2 separate regions of the Mus musculus genome follow, and region 1 is linked to region 2. Evidence: chromatin contacts called from public HiChIP or PLAC-seq data. All regions are on one chromosome and are shown on one strand. Each heading gives the region's core, a stretch centred on a gene start, on an enhancer-like site or on the middle of the called end of the contact. The rest is flanking DNA. Distances are from core to core; before and after follow the strand shown. Region 1 overlaps Uggt1 (UDP-glucose glycoprotein glucosyltransferase 1). Region 2 overlaps Hs6st1 (heparan sulfate 6-O-sulfotransferase 1).

Region 1 (4,169 bases), core at 634-3,133, 65 kb before region 2:
CTAGAAGGTCATTGTTACGACATCACCACAGGCCAGCCCCCTCGAGGACTACAGTTCACTTTAGGAACTTCAGCCAACCCAACAATTGTGGACACAATTGTGATGGCCAATCTGGTAAGTAATCAGTTTATCGATAGTACAACTTCCGTGATGGTTATTTAGACACTGTAATTTATGACAGAACAGTTAGCATTCTGAACCTTGGTGTGAAATAGAACTAACAATGGACTGCTGTGTAAAGTCCCTGCTTGCTCTCCGTGGAGCACTGCAGGCGCCACTGCACTGCCCTGCTGAGGCTCTTTGCCTCTTAGCTTATTGGTTGGTAGTTTTTTGGTTTGGTTTGTTTTACTTACCTCTGGTTTGTTAATTATCTTTTAAACTTTCTTTAATTATCATGGTAATAAGACCCTGAGTTCAGTACCTAGTTCATGAGAGGGGATGGGGTAGATAGGCTGTCATATACACATACATGATCTGCATGTAAATGAAAATGTAAGCATTCATTAGAAACATTTAAATGTAAAGAGACCTGAGCCTGTACTCTGTTTGTGTCCTAGGGATATTTTCAGCTCAAAGCCAATCCGGGAGCCTGGATTCTGAGACTGAGGAAGGGGCGCTCAGATGACATTTATAGGATCTACAGGTAGGACAAGGAGACGGCTTCATTGTAGAGACTGAGCTTTAATTGCGCATTATCTGGGCTTACCCCAGGCATCGTGCGTTATAGTCGAGTTCATGATAAAGCCAAGCTTCTCAGAAGAGTAAGTGTGGGAGAAGTTGTAGGGGATGGGTTGGTTAGCAAGGGGTCTAAGTGCTGATCAGAGCGAGGTCTGTTCTCCATTGCTTTCCCTGTCAGCTCTTATCAGAAGGATGCAGATAGCAGGCAGGAGCTCTGACCACTTGATGAGAGCTGACTGGAAACAGCAGGGTCGGTCCTGTTCAGTACGCTGATGGGAGGTGTTTATCATGACCCCGGCTGTTTTGTACATGCACAGAACACATGAGCTTTGACTGTGTAGTCTGACTGTCGGTCCTGGTCCCTGGGCTGCAGTTGTGTAGGCGTACTCCTACACCAGCCTGTCAGTGACAGGAATTGTCTTAAAGTTCAAACGAACCCCAGAACACCATTTTAAAAATGTGGTCTCTATCCTGTTTAACACAGTTTAAACTCGTCCTTAGTTCTGTGCCAGTTTGTGTAGGGAATGGTTTTCATTATGGTTTCTGTGAACAGCCTAATGTGTGTATTTGCTTTGGCTTCATGGCCTTTTACTTGACATGGAGAAGCAGTGTGGTTTAGTGGGTTTGGTTTTGGTTTTTCTCTCACCCACGCTTGAACTGGACTCAAGTGAGTCTTCTGCCTTAGTCTCCTGTAGCTGAGACCTCAGGCGTGTGCCTCCATACCTAGCTTGTGCAGATTTCTTATTCAATAACTTAGAATTTTGTGCTATAGTAATGTCCTTATTGTAAATAGTAGGCTTTTCCCTGATTCAGTTATTTTCCCAAGAAGGCTTCACAGAATGTTTCTTCTATGGGCCCTGTCCATCTTCTTCCTTGCCTGGGGCTGTGGTGCCGTCCTCTCTGCTGTCTAGGGTTCCTGTCTTCCGAGGCTTCCCAAATGGACAGCCTGTGATTCTGGAATCTTCTGTGCGCCAGCTTTCTCCTCTCCTTTTGCTGCCTGCTGAGTGACAGCACATGCAGTGGCTTCCTCACATTGCTGCCTGGAGAGTGAGATGAGGAGGAAGCGAGTACTCACAGTCGTCCTGCTCTGCCTTGTGGGCCTCGGACCAGAGCGGCTGCACTGTGGGCTTCCTACCAGACACAGAATTGAGTCTGTGCTCTAAACTTGGCTGGTTGTGCCGCCTCTCACACTGTAGCCTAGGCTGGCTTTGATCGCAGTTGATCTCCCTGCTGCTTCCTGTTGGGGTTACAGGTGTGAGTCACCACACTCTGCCAAGAGTTAAACAGCAGAAGCGGCTCCAGGGATGGGCCTGAGTGTGCAGACTGTGAGCGGACAAGCTTTGTCATGATCTGACCAGTGCTTGTCCTGCCTGAGAGCCCATTGATGTTTGCCTGCTGTAGGAAGGAAGTCAGCTCACGTCCCTAGCCTAGAGATGGAGATTTCCAGGAACACTTCTTTGTCCTGTAAAGGTGTTTCTTTCAGACTGTGAGGAAACTGTTGGTTTTAAAAAGTGTTTCTACAATGAAGATGGGCAAGCACAGCCCATCTTGTTGTCTGAGTATTTACCGCATTTTGGGATTGTGATTTCTTTCTCTGTCTTACTTGTCTCTAAGCCATGATGGTACAGATTCCCCTCCTGATGCAAACGACGTTGTTGTCATCCTCAATAACTTCAAGAGCAAGATCATCAAAGTGAAGGTGAGTCTGCTCGGCTTTGTCAGGGAACAGACAGCAGTCCCCCCCTGTGGCCGTGGCCAGCCACTGTCAGGGAACAGACAGCAGTCCCCCCCTGTGGCCGTGGCCAGCCACTGTCAGGGAACAGACAGCAGTCCCCCCGTGGCAGCCGCTGTCGGAGGTACTAACACTTGTGACCGTGCTAGGAGAGCCCTCTCGCGGTAGTTCATTAAGACACTGTTTTAATGTTCTGTTTTGTGTTAATTACTGTTGTGATTTTTACCTTGCCTAACTTACCAATTAAGCATTAGTACAAATAGAGTGAACAAAGCTGTAATATGTATACAGGGTTCTCTACTCTTAGAGTTCATGCATCCAGTAGGGGCTTGGAATGTCTCCATTAGATGAAGTAGGACTGCTGCATTTGGAAGTCATTTTGGTATTCCATTTGGAAGTGGCTTTTGGTTGGTTGGTTGGCTTTTGGATTTTGTTGTTGTTTGTTTTAATAGTTCTAGGGATGCTGCTTAAGAAAAATGTCTTAGTGAAGATAAGATTCTAGCTTTCTTCAGCCAACAGATTGTCACTTTTGGTAATCTCAGAGTCCCATTTTGTGCAAAATGTCCCCACAGAGACTTTGTGTACTCCCCTCTCCATTCTGATTGAGACAGGGTCTCACTATTTAGCCCTGAAGCCCTGATTGACCTGGGACTTGCTATGTAGACCAGGTTGGCCTCGAACTCACAGATATGTTTGACTGCCTCCCAAGTATCAGGATTAAAGGCATTGCACCTGGCTCAGCTTTGCCATGTTTTTTTTTTTAAGTTTTATTTATTTATACACATGTAAATGTGTTTATGTGAATATATGACACTCGTATACCTGTGAAGGGCACAAGAGAGCATTGGTATCTCTTAGAAATGGAGTTACAGGTTGTTGTGAACTATTCAGTATAGTTGCTGGGAACTGAACTCAGGTCCTCTGGGGGAGCTGTATGAGTGTGCTCTGAACCACTGAGCTATCTCTCCAGCTCTGGCTTGGGCGCTTTCATACCCACAATTCATAGAGTTAGTATTTTAGTCTCAGAAGACTGTGGGAAATTCCACTGGCAATTCAACAGTAAGATTATAGTTTTTATAGGCAGGATGGTGCACACCTGTAGTCTCAGAACTGGGGAGTTAGAGGCAGGAGGATCAGGAATTTAAGGTCAGCCTAGACTGCATAGTGAGTTTGAGGCCATCTTGAATGATATGAGACACTGCCTACAAAACCAAACACAGAATACAAACAGGTGATTTTATTTAGTCTTTTCTTACTCTCTTTCTCTTCAGCATTTTGAAATCCTAAAGTAAAATGATTGTAGGATAAGTAACTGTTACACATGGTAAAACCTAAAGTCAGCCATTGCGAGGCTGAACAGGAGGGTGATTGCTGCAGGGAATCTTTTGTGGTAGAAGTCCTGAGCATGGACCACCTGATGCGCCTCTCTCAATGGTTCCTGTGGGCCGCATTCTTCCCTTGAAGTTGTCAGCTAGAGAAGTTGTCTTCTGGGTTACTCCCTCTGTTTCTATGAGCTTGGTCTTTGGCTCTTTGTACAATTCAAAGAGATGGCTGGCTTGCCCCTGAAGGCTTTAACGTGAGTGTTCTGATGAACGCACTGCCACAGTCCTGAGAGTCTGGGTGGGGTCCCCTTTAGGAGAATTGGTTGATTGTTTCCTGTTGCCAGTGCACTTCAGGTTTGCGCCTGTCAGACCTGTCACATACAATTGCAGGTTCAGAAGAAGGCAGACATGGCTAATGAAGACTTGCTGAGTGATGG
Region 2 (4,205 bases), core at 1,452-3,951:
GCAGAGGAGCAGGCAAACCCTGCTCACGGCCTTCCTAGGAACTCCTTCCCTTGAGCTCCCTCAGCCCTCAGATGCCCAGAGCAGGCAGTGCTCCCAGCAGACAGCCCTTGTGGAACAGCAGAATGGAATCCTTCCTTGGGTTGGAGTGAGAGAAGCGGAGCCCTAGATGGCCCTGAATGGATACCCAGAGCTGTGAGTGGCTGCCCAGCAGCAACCGCTTGGACCCTTGAAGAGCTCCAGCCTAGGTTGACTTTTTATAGATAGCAGGAAAGGCAATGGAGACAGAAGTTATGCTTGTATGTACCCTCAAGATGATAGCATCTGAGGGGCAAGAAACCCTGGAGGTGACTTGCAGCTCGTTATGGTTGGGTGACTAAGTCTGGTCATCACAGTGTCCCTGGAGGCACTTTTCTTTGTCCTTTTCTCCTCCAGCTGCCTGGGGTGTGGATGTTACTGCTGAGCGAGTATCTGCAGTCAACTTGGACCGTAAGCAGAAGCTCCACTTTCTGGCCAAGGAAAGGCAGCAGGAAGAGCAAGGGTCTCTGGGGTCTCCATGGCTGCACTCTGACTGTGGCCAGCCTGTCTGGCTCCTTTTCAAAGGGAGGGACATAGGCTTCTACCCTGCCTTTGTGTCTGATCTAGCTCACCTGCTCAGGCCCACACACTGAGAACCTTATACAATGTCAGGGTAGGCTCCTGGTTCAGGGCTATAGGGCCCCGGGGTATCAGGGTATCAGCAATAGTCACATTTATCAATCTGGTGAGCCAGAAGGCCAGGTAAATGCATGCATTTAGCCTGTGTGCCTGGACAACTTGACAGCTGCCCAACTCATAGCCTGGGGTGGCAGTGCTTGTAACTCAGCTCTGAGCAAACCCAACCACCACCACCACCACCACCACAACCACCACCACAACAACAACCACAACCACCACCACCACAACAACCACAACCACCACCACCACCACAACAACAACCACAACCACAACCACCACAACAACCACAACCACCACCACAACAACAACCACAACCACCACCACCACCACCACCACCAACACCACCACCACCACCACAACAACAACCACAACCACCACCACCACAACAACAACAACCACAACCACAACCACCACCACCACAACAACCACAACCACCACCACAACAACCACAACCACCACCACCACCACCACCACCACCACCACCACCACCACCACCACCACCACAACAACAACCACAACCACCACCACCACTACCACCACCACCACAACAACCACAAAAACCAACTGAATCCACCACAGGTCATTTCTGCTAAGGTGTATTAATTATAAGTCAGAGAGAGCCACGTGAAGGAGACTGAGCCAGCCCTGAAGGGCAAATGCTGCCTCCCAGGTGAGTGACTTTAAACAGAAACTGGTGCTGCCCACCAAGAGCATACAGCCTGGACACCTCTGCCATGCTGTGAGCTCTTGGACAGGTTCCCCCCACCCCATCCTAAAGTCCAAGGGTAGATAGCCACGGGCAGGAATCCTAATAGCTTCTTGTTAGAAGAAGATGCCTGGTGCTTGGGACCCTCCCTCCCAGTGCCCTTGTTACCTGGGAAAATCAGATGGAGCGCGGTGGATGGAGCAAAGGCTGAGGAGTGAGTCCCACTCACTGACACTGCCTCTGTAGGGTGAGTGAGGGCAGAGTACTCATTCCTGCCCTAGTATTCAAGACTCTTTAGGTACAGTCCCCAACCCCTACAGCTCTGACTGGGAAATGGGCAGACAGCAGAGCAAGAGGTCCCAGGGCTAACCTGACAGGAAGGATCTACATGTGACAACAATGACAGATGGACAGGTCTGTTGATCACTCAGCCCTCCAGTTTGCATCTGTTAAACAGACGGACAGAAAATATCTACTTAGGCCTATGAAGAGTTGGTGGCGTGGCATCTATTAAAGAACACTACTAGGATGGGGGGTGGAGGTGGGGGAGGGGGGAAACACATAAAGGAACACATAATCTTATCCCAGTGAGATGGGAGGCAGAGACAGGTGAGCCCTTGAAACAGCTCACTGGCTGGCTAGCCTAGAAGGACCAGGTATGGCTGAGTAGTTTCAAAACATCAAACTATTTAAAACCACCAAAGTGAGAAAGTACATCCTTACCGAGCGAGCTGTAGGAAACCCTGATACCCCCGAGGCTGGCAGCACCTAGTGGCTTAGTGGGAGTGTGAAAACCTTTGCTCACTTTATAAATGAGGCTGGCTGCTTTACCAAGAGGCCTTACTGCCAAAGAGCCACACCCACAGAGAAACTGAGCTATTGTGTGGGTATCTGGACTGCGTCCATGAAGGTCCCTAAAGTCTCTCTTCTCCTTAGGACAAGGCAGGGAGTCTCAGTCCCACCCTCGGAGAAGTGCAAGCTATTTCAAAGTTCCTAGAGCCCTGCAGAGCCCACGAGGCGCAGACAAAGCCCAGGAGAGCTCAGGGCTGCCCCCTGGCCCAGCTTGTGTGCTGATTGGGCATGTCAAGGCACAGGGGATGCCCCTTCCCCACGGCACACTTCCTGGTTGCCTGATGGAACAAGCCCAACCCTTCATTATGAGATACCCACCCCAAGCTCACTACCTGGAACAAGAGGACTGGCCTCGACCTGGGACACTAGGCCCATGAATAGTTTTAACCTGGCTCATATCAGTAGGGCTGGTAATGGCTCAAGGGCGGTTCTGGGAGAGCCCCGCCCAGGGAGAGGCTGTAGTAGGAGGGCATATCAATGCCTTCAAGCAGGGCAGAGCATAAAGTCAGATCTACCAGCTACCAGCTCTCTTGAGGGAAGAGGGGATGAGTGGCTGGGTTTAGGGGCTCTCACTTACTGTGACACCCTAAACAGTGTTCTGCTTGCATCCTCCAACATATGGGTGGGGCCTCGTCCTGGCATCTCTGAGGCATCTAGGCAGGGTTCCAGTGAGTGGGACTCTCTAGTGAGAAGAGAGGCTGCCTGGGGCGTCGTGCCAGGGAAGAGGGGAGTAGGAGAGGCCTGCTGTAACTCATTCATAGTTCACGCCCACCTGCCTGGTACTTTCTGGCTCCTGATGCTGGGCAGGCAAGATGTGGCTTCTGCCTGCATGCATTCATACTTTGAGGTCAAGAGAAGGTGACAGAACTCCGTTTCTTTGCTGGGTGTATGCAGGAAGGTGGGCACGGACCTGCTCACTCAGCCTGAGACCTGCCTCCAGAGCTGGGTTTCTCCCTGTTGGAGCTGAGAGCTGGGGACAGGGGAGGAAGGGCAACTGGCTCTTTTGGTCTCCTCGCCTCTGTGGGGGTGGGTGCTTCGAACTCACACTGTTCTTTCTCACATCTTCATGGTCTGCAACTGATTTACCCTTTTCCCCCACAAATACCAGGCCAAAGAGGGGAAACAGAGGCCTCTGACGGGGTGGGGTGGCTGTGCTGGGCTCTGCCAGTGTGTGCAGAACATGTAGTTGACTGGGCCAAGGCACCCACAACCAATCTCCATCTGCTCCCGCCACTGACCAGGCTGCGCCCAGCTCTGGTTACCTGTGCCAGGAACTTTGGTATCTACACACAACCATAACCACACAAAGCAACATGCAGTGTGCCACGGCTTGCCAGGAACATCCCTGCCAGGATTGGAAGTGCACAGGGATTATAAGCCAGAGTCAATGACATACTGTATTTGGAGGTTACATGGCAGTTGGGAGACATAGGCTGGGGCCTGTTAGTGCCCTGGGTAGATTTTTCTTTGCTTTCCTTGTATTTTTCCATTTTTTTAATAACCAAAGAAACAAACAAACAAAAAAGTATACAATCTGAAGTGACTCCAGAAAGTTGGCCTCTAATACACACACACACACACACACACACACACACACACACACACCACCTCCACCAAATATACACACATACAATGAATTAAATGTACAAAATAGATACTATGTCCAACAATGGTAGGTTACTCTGTATCTTAGGAAGTCCAGAAAGGGTCTAAAGACCAAGTAGGGTGTTCTGGGACACCCTCCAGGCCCAACTTGTTGCAAAAAAGATGGTGGCTGGCTCTTTCCGCCATCCTGAACAACAGCTTGTCCATAGTTCTCTGACAGGCAGCCACCACAAGCAGTCTCTCCTCAAAAGAAGGCTGACATCTACATACCACACCCCTACCCACCTCACACTAGACTACTTTCCCCCAAAGAAATCAGTCTTGCCAG

The links. HiChIP or PLAC-seq counts read pairs in DNA pulled down with a chosen protein or histone mark.
Region 1: a contact with region 2 is called in an HNF4G HiChIP or PLAC-seq map of pancreatic cancer cells. The contact joins two enhancer-like sites. A contact is called at or near these places in 2 of 115 datasets of contacts at active chromatin or transcription factors (embryonic stem cells and pancreatic cancer cells) and 3 of 9 other capture datasets (adipose tissue, liver and pancreatic islet).

The regions. Positions count from the first base shown.
Region 1 is chr1:36,158,150-36,162,318 of GRCm38.p6, reverse strand. It overlaps Uggt1 (UDP-glucose glycoprotein glucosyltransferase 1), which reads left to right. Exons shown (of 41, transcript NM_198899.2): 30 at 1-114; 31 at 558-643; 32 at 2,293-2,377; 33 at 4,123-4,169. Among named protein-coding and RNA genes, the nearest start is that of Mir6897, 16 kb to the right of the region's middle. Within about 2 kb of position 1,883, at least 87 of the 459 cell types and tissues checked have an H3K27ac peak or open chromatin away from gene starts, as enhancers often do. A contact at or near this core is called in pancreatic cancer cells, where this site is marked.
Region 2 is chr1:36,094,392-36,098,596 of GRCm38.p6, reverse strand. The region is part of intron 1 of Hs6st1 (heparan sulfate 6-O-sulfotransferase 1); the gene reads right to left. Among named protein-coding and RNA genes, the nearest start is that of Hs6st1, 28 kb to the right of the region's middle. Within about 2 kb of position 2,701, at least 67 of the 459 cell types and tissues checked have an H3K27ac peak or open chromatin away from gene starts, as enhancers often do. A contact at or near this core is called in pancreatic cancer cells, where this site is marked.